2 separate regions of the Sus scrofa genome follow, and region 2 is linked to region 1. The links are chromatin contacts, called in public Hi-C maps. All regions are on one chromosome and are shown on one strand. Each heading gives the region's core, a stretch centred on a gene start, on an enhancer-like site or on the middle of the called end of the contact. The rest is flanking DNA. Distances are from core to core; before and after follow the strand shown. Region 1 has its middle 15 kb from the start of PROC. Region 2 overlaps BIN1 (bridging integrator 1).

What was found. A called contact is a pair of places that touch in the nucleus more often than the background predicts.
Region 2: a Hi-C map of embryonic fibroblasts shows a contact between it and region 1, with 2.0 times the contacts expected there. The contact joins two enhancer-like sites. A contact is called at or near these places in 2 of 47 Hi-C or Micro-C datasets (embryonic fibroblasts and epiblast stem cells) and 1 of 2 datasets of contacts at active chromatin or transcription factors (skeletal muscle).

Annotation. Positions count from the first base shown.
Region 1 is chr15:25,066,082-25,069,020 of Sscrofa11.1, forward strand. No RefSeq gene overlaps it. Among named protein-coding and RNA genes, the nearest start is that of PROC, 15 kb to the left of the region's middle. Within about 2 kb of position 1,515, at least 63 of the 83 cell types and tissues checked have an H3K27ac peak or open chromatin away from gene starts, as enhancers often do. A contact at or near this core is called in embryonic fibroblasts and skeletal muscle, where this site is marked.
Region 2 is chr15:25,363,505-25,366,443 of Sscrofa11.1, forward strand. BIN1 (bridging integrator 1) reads left to right here. Exons shown (of 14, transcript NM_001097440.1): 7 at 2,255-2,340; 8 at 2,489-2,564. Among named protein-coding and RNA genes, the nearest start is that of BIN1, 36 kb to the left of the region's middle. Within about 2 kb of position 1,522, at least 32 of the 83 cell types and tissues checked have an H3K27ac peak or open chromatin away from gene starts, as enhancers often do. A contact at or near this core is called in embryonic fibroblasts and skeletal muscle, where this site is marked.

The DNA.
Region 1 (2,939 bases), core at 265-2,764:
TGTCTCTCTGGCAGTGCAGGTTTGATCATTGGCCCAGCACAGTGGGTTATGTATCCAGCATTGCCACAGCTATGGCATAGGTCACGGCTGTGGCTTAGATTCAATCCCTGGCCCAGGAACTTCCATATGAAGCAGGTATGGCCGGAAAAACAAAACGAGTTCCTGTTGTGGCACAGTGGTTAACGAATCTGGCTAGGAACCATGAGGTTTCGGGTTTGATCCCTGGCCTTGCTCAGTGGGTTAAGGATCTGGCATTGCCGTGAGCTGTGGTGAGGGTCGCAGACGTGACTCGGATACCGCGTTGCTGTGGCTCTGGCGTAGGCAGATGGCTACAGCTCCAATTAGACCCCTAGCCTGGGAACCTCCATATGCTGCAGGAGTGGCTCAAGAAAATGCAAAACAAAACAAAATGTCACCAGAAAAGGACAACCAATTTAAGTAGGATTTTATTATATCTTTTCTAAAACTGGAAGTTATTTGTAATTTCATAAGTTCAAACAGCACTGTGTTTTAACACTATTTTCCCCGAAAGAGAGGTTTAACTTATGATATCCAGTGAGCTTCAACATGTTTAAAAGAAAGGACATTTTTAAACAAGGATATCTTACCTAATGAATTACCAGATGCAAAGGAGCTACCAAAACCAGTCTGGTGGTACAAAGCACATGGACATTTCTGGAGAGCTGGACACTAATTCTTATGATCTAAAAACCTGCTGCTTTATGACCCTAAGGATTCCGTGCTCAGATGATTTTATTGAGGGGTTGTTCCCTTGATGCCATCACGCTGACCTGACAGCCAGAATCAGTGTAACGAGGGCTGAATAACAGCAAAATTCCAAGTCAAAGAATTTTATGTTTGACCACATTCTGCTTGATCACTACCTAGAAGAAAGATTTCCTAAAGGCTGCAGGCAAGGAAATGGAAGGAGGTAAAAGAGACTCTGTACCGTAGGACAGAAATGTCATTTTTTTTTTTTTTAATGATACTTATTTTAAAAGGGACATTGGGAATTCCCATCTTGGCTCAGTGGTAACCAACCTGACTAGGATCCATGAAGACGCAGGATGGACCCTTAGTCTTGCTCAGTAGACTAAGGATGCGGCCTTACCATGAGCTGCCGTGTAGGTCACAGACGCGGCTTGGATCCGGTGTTGCTGTGGCTCTTGTGTAAGCTGGCAGCTTTAGCTCTGATTCGACCTCTAGCCTTGTGCTTTTTAGGGCCGCACCCACGTCATGTGGAAGTTCCCAGGCTAGGGGTGGATCGGAGCTATAGCTGCCTTCCTTTGCCACAGCCGCAGTAGACCTGTCACTGGAATACAGGTCTACTCTGCCTCTGGCGCTGCGTTTAAGTCCCAGGGATGCAGAGCCAACTGAGACGTGGTTGCTGCCCTCTAGGGACTCTCAGTTGAGTGAAAAAACCAGACACAAAACCGGCAACAGAGCCACGTGGAGGGCGCGGGAGGGAGGTTCTTCAGGCAACCCTGGGGCGGGCCCTACCTGGCCCTGAGGAGGCCCCCGGGGAAGGCTTCCCGGAGAAGGTCAGCTCGAACAGGAGCGCGAGGGCGGGGGCGGGGCTGGAATCCCAAGGGGCGTATGAAAAGCCAGGCCTGCGCCCAGCCGCTCTCCGGAGGACCGGCTCCCAAGGACCCACGTCTCCCTCCTGGACTCCGATCCCCCGCGCCCCGGCCCATCCTCCGGCGAGGCATCACGCCAGCAGCGCCGGTCTCCCGGCTCCGCAGAGGTCGGGGCTGCGAGGGCTGCGGGTGCGCGGTGGTCCGAGCCCCTTAGGCCCCGCGCGGCCGCCGTCACACCCCCACCTCCGCCAGCCCCTCGGCCATCCCGCCAGCCCCGAGCCCGCCCGGCGCCCTGCGCCCCGCCGCCTCGCCCGGGCGTGTGCTGGCTGCGCGCCTGCAGCTGAGTCAGCCTGTGAGTCAGCGCTCCCGACCGCTGGCCGCCGCGTCTGGGATGCAGCCGGGACTGGCGCGGGGAGGCGACAGGGGGCAGGGAGGGGAGGATGGGGGAGGCATGGGGGAGGGTAGACGGAGGGAGGGAGGGCCCTTTCCAAACCCAGGGTTTGCCACCTATGGCCTGCGGGTCATTTGTTCAGCCTGGGAGCTAAAAATGGTTTCTATTTTTATTTTATTTTTTAATGTTTGAGAAATACCAAAAAAATGATTTATTTCGTATCAGGAAAATTATACAAAATTCGCATTTCAGTGTCCTTGAAAACTTTTATTGGAACAGTGGTGCTAATTTGTTTCTGTATTGCCCATGGCTGATTTGCACGCCAGGTGCGGAGCTGGGCAGTTGTGTGGCCCCTTGAGCCTAGACTCCAAGCTCCGTACCTTCCCAGGAGGCTTGCTGTCTGCATTCTGGAGGGCGCTCAGCCCTGCTGCTAAGGAGACAACTCAGTCTGTGGACAGTGCGTTCTGGGGTGGTGGCGGCCGGAGACTCTGTCCTGAGGCGGATTCCGACCCAGGCAATAATTCCAGCCCAGCTAAGCTAGCCCAGGGTTTGTCAACCGGCAGGAGAGCCCTCAGCACAGGCGCCCCCAGCCTCCCTCCGTGAGGGCTGAACTTGCCGGGCTCTGGGGCAGAGGGCTCCCCGGTACTGCCTGGGAGTTTTGTTCCTCCCCATTTCTGGAACCCCTGTACTCTGCTGCGTGGCAAGGTTTTGTTCCTCCCCATTTCTGGAACCCCTGTACTCTGCGGTGTCGCAAGGTCCCCCATGGGGCCACATACTCCCAGCTGCGTGGGTGTTGCTCCCGGTTACCCATTAACCAGCTAGTCCTCTCATAAAGTTTCAAGGAAGTCAGGCCTGCACATTTATTGCCTAGTGGATCCGAGAAATGTGACATGCCTTATCACCTGCAGCCTGGAGCAAACTGTCTTGGTGACCCAGGTTCTGGCCTTATGACAGCTGTGGTTTAAGGTAGT
Region 2 (2,939 bases), core at 272-2,771, 300 kb after region 1:
GGCTGCTTTGGGCTCCTGGAATGGGTGTGTCTGGGGAATCCCGCTGGGAGGGCCCCACAGCCCCTCCTGGGGTTGAAGGGGAGGCCAAGGCATAGGGTCTGCTGGCTGGATATTGGACGATAAATGTCCCACACTCAGCCAGACTGACCTTCCCACCTGGAACTGGTTTTTATTGAGCCTGTCCTCCTTCTGCAGGTTAGGCAGTCTTCAGGAAGCTGGCTGGCAGGAAGCTGGGCACTTGGGGTCCTGGGGCTGCCCTGCTGGCCAACGTGACTTTGGGGAGACTGTGCCGCCTCCTGGGGCTATGGGTTCCCGAGTCGGCCGGCCCCAGGTGTCCCCCCAGGCCGCTTCCGATCTGCTCTCCATGGGAGCTGCAGTCCCCCTAACCTGCCTCCCTCCACTTCTGCTCCCCCAGGTGTTTCTGAAAGAGCCAGAATAGGAGAAATGTGACTCAGAGGGAATAAAAGACATAGGCCCTGACTTCTAGGAACTTTAAAATGATGCTGTCCTTTGCAGTATCACTGGGATGTGTGAGCAGATCTTGGCACGCAGCTCCGAGCTGCTGTGCCATCCTCATCATCTTGGCCACGGTGTCCAACTGGGGAGTTAGGGCCAGCCTTGTGAGGTGGCTTCTGCAGGTACAGGAGCCAGGGTGGTCAAGGTGGTCCCCAAGGACCTGGGACTTGAACTGGCTGATCGGCACTTGGGCAGGAGGCACGCATCACACATGGCCATGCGAGGAGCTCTGGGCTGGAAGTGTGAGGGTCACTTTTGTGGTGGGTGGTAGCCCCCCTTCAGGCACTGGGGTTCTCAGAGGACTAAGGCAGGGCTGGTCTGGCCCATGGTCTGCAGGATGCTCTCAATCTGATCTATTCCAGGGGTGGCCCGAGGCATGCATGCCTAGAGGCATTTCTTTTATTTCCTATTCTCCTATTTTTAAGAAGATTCTTTTTTTTTTTTTTTGTCTTTTTTGTCCTTTTAGGGCCACACCCATGGCATATGGATGTTCCCAGCCTAGGGGTCTAATCGGAGCTGTAGCTGCCAGAGCCACAGCAACGCCAGATTCGAGCCTCGTCTGCGACCTACACCATAGCTCATGGCAATGCCAGATCCTTAACCCACTGAGCAAGGCCAGAGATCGAACCCCCAACCTCATGGTTCCTAGTCGGATTCATTAAGCACTGAGCCACGAAGAGAACTCCAAGAAGATTCTTAATATTTAGGCAGGGTGCTTGTGTTCACTCTAGCAACCTGGAGGTAATGTAGTCAGGAGCCACAGTGGCCCCCTCCTCCAGCACTCCCCCCAACTCACCACAGCGGGGATAGAGCCTGAGTAGGGCTGAATCTGGGGCCGAAGCTGGACGGACAGCTGGGTGTGATCTGGCAGTTTGCTGTTCTGGCCAGTTGGCCTGAAAACGTGAGGCTGTGGAGAGAGCTTCTCTCACGGGTGGGGCAGCCACGTTCCTGGGCTGTGACTCAGCCCCTGAATCCAAGTCACCCTGAGTCACTGTTTCCAGCAGCACCCTCCAGAATGAGCTAGCAGAGCTCTTCCTGGGGCCGGGGGCTGTGACTCACCCCCACCCTGGCCTTAGCTCCTGGAGCTCCCTACTTTCTCCAGCTCTGAGGTGGGGCCTTAGCGCCACCTCCTGGTTGCTGTGCCCTGGGGAAGGCACCTGGGCAGGCATGTAGGCAGCACCTGTGCCCTCTTCCCAACTTCTCTCTGCCCATCCTGCATGTGCCAGACCTGCTGCCTCCAGCCTCAGTCTGGTGGGGACAGGTCATAGGGACAAAGGGTCAGGGAGGGAAGAAGGACCCCAGGAAGGTGAGGTCAGGCCAGTGGGTGAGGCAGATTAGGAGTGGCCTTGGGAAAGGGGGAGGGAAGTGTCAAGGGGCAGAGAGCGGGGCTGACAGGCCGAGGGGGTCACATTTGGCTGGATCTAGGGTCTGCCCCTTGTCTCGTGCCTTCTAGTGTCCTGTCCTCCCTCCCGCCTTCCTGGCCCACCTGTACCAGATGGGGCCCCCTTGCCATGGCTTCTCTGCCCCTCTTCCTGGAATGACCCCTGTGGGCCTGGCTGCAGGGACCCAAGGGGCTGTAGGGGCAGGTCCGCCTGGGCATCCACGTCCAGTTCAGCCTCTGTCTTGCCCAAATTCCTGGTCCCAGTGTGCTGGGGGGAGCAGGTCTCAGGGGTCTGGTCTAGCTGGGCTGGCTGGGACAGAGGCCTGGCAGAGGGGAATGACCTGTCCTGCCCTCCAGGCCGAGGAAGAGCTCATCAAAGCCCAGAAGGTGTTTGAGGAGATGAATGTGGACCTGCAGGAGGAGCTGCCGTCCCTGTGGAACAGGTGAGTTGCATGCAGGCTGCGCCTGCGTGGTGGGGCTGCACCCTCCTGGGCTGGGTGGGGGGTTGGGGGTCAGAGGTGCTGTGCCCTGCTGGGCTGGTGGCTCCCCTGGGCTGGCCTGCAGCTCACTTGCCCTCCGTCCCTCCCACAGCCGGGTGGGTTTCTATGTCAACACTTTCCAGAGCATCGCGGGCTTGGAGGAGAACTTCCACAAGGAAATGAGTAAGGTAGGCCCCAGGTGCCCCACCTGTGGGGCGGGGTCAGAGGTACGGTGGGCCCAGCATCCTCCCCTGCGGGAGGTGGACACGCTGTGACCATGGCCCCCTCTGGTCCCTCCAGTAGCAGTGTCAGGGCCCCATGGGAGTGTTAGCCACCGGGGTGCAGCCCGGCCCTCTCCCTGCTCCAGTTCTGTTCTCCCACCTGAGCATAGCCAGCTCCCCTCAAACTGTAAACATTTGCAGGCCGCCTTGGCCCAGGGAGCTGGCAGAAAATGGTGGCAGTTTCCCAATTTGTAGGCAGAGAAGATGTAAATTACCAGAATTTTCCCAAGTGAAAAAAAAAATTTTTTTTTTCATGTTTCTTAAGACATTCAAACAGGTCTG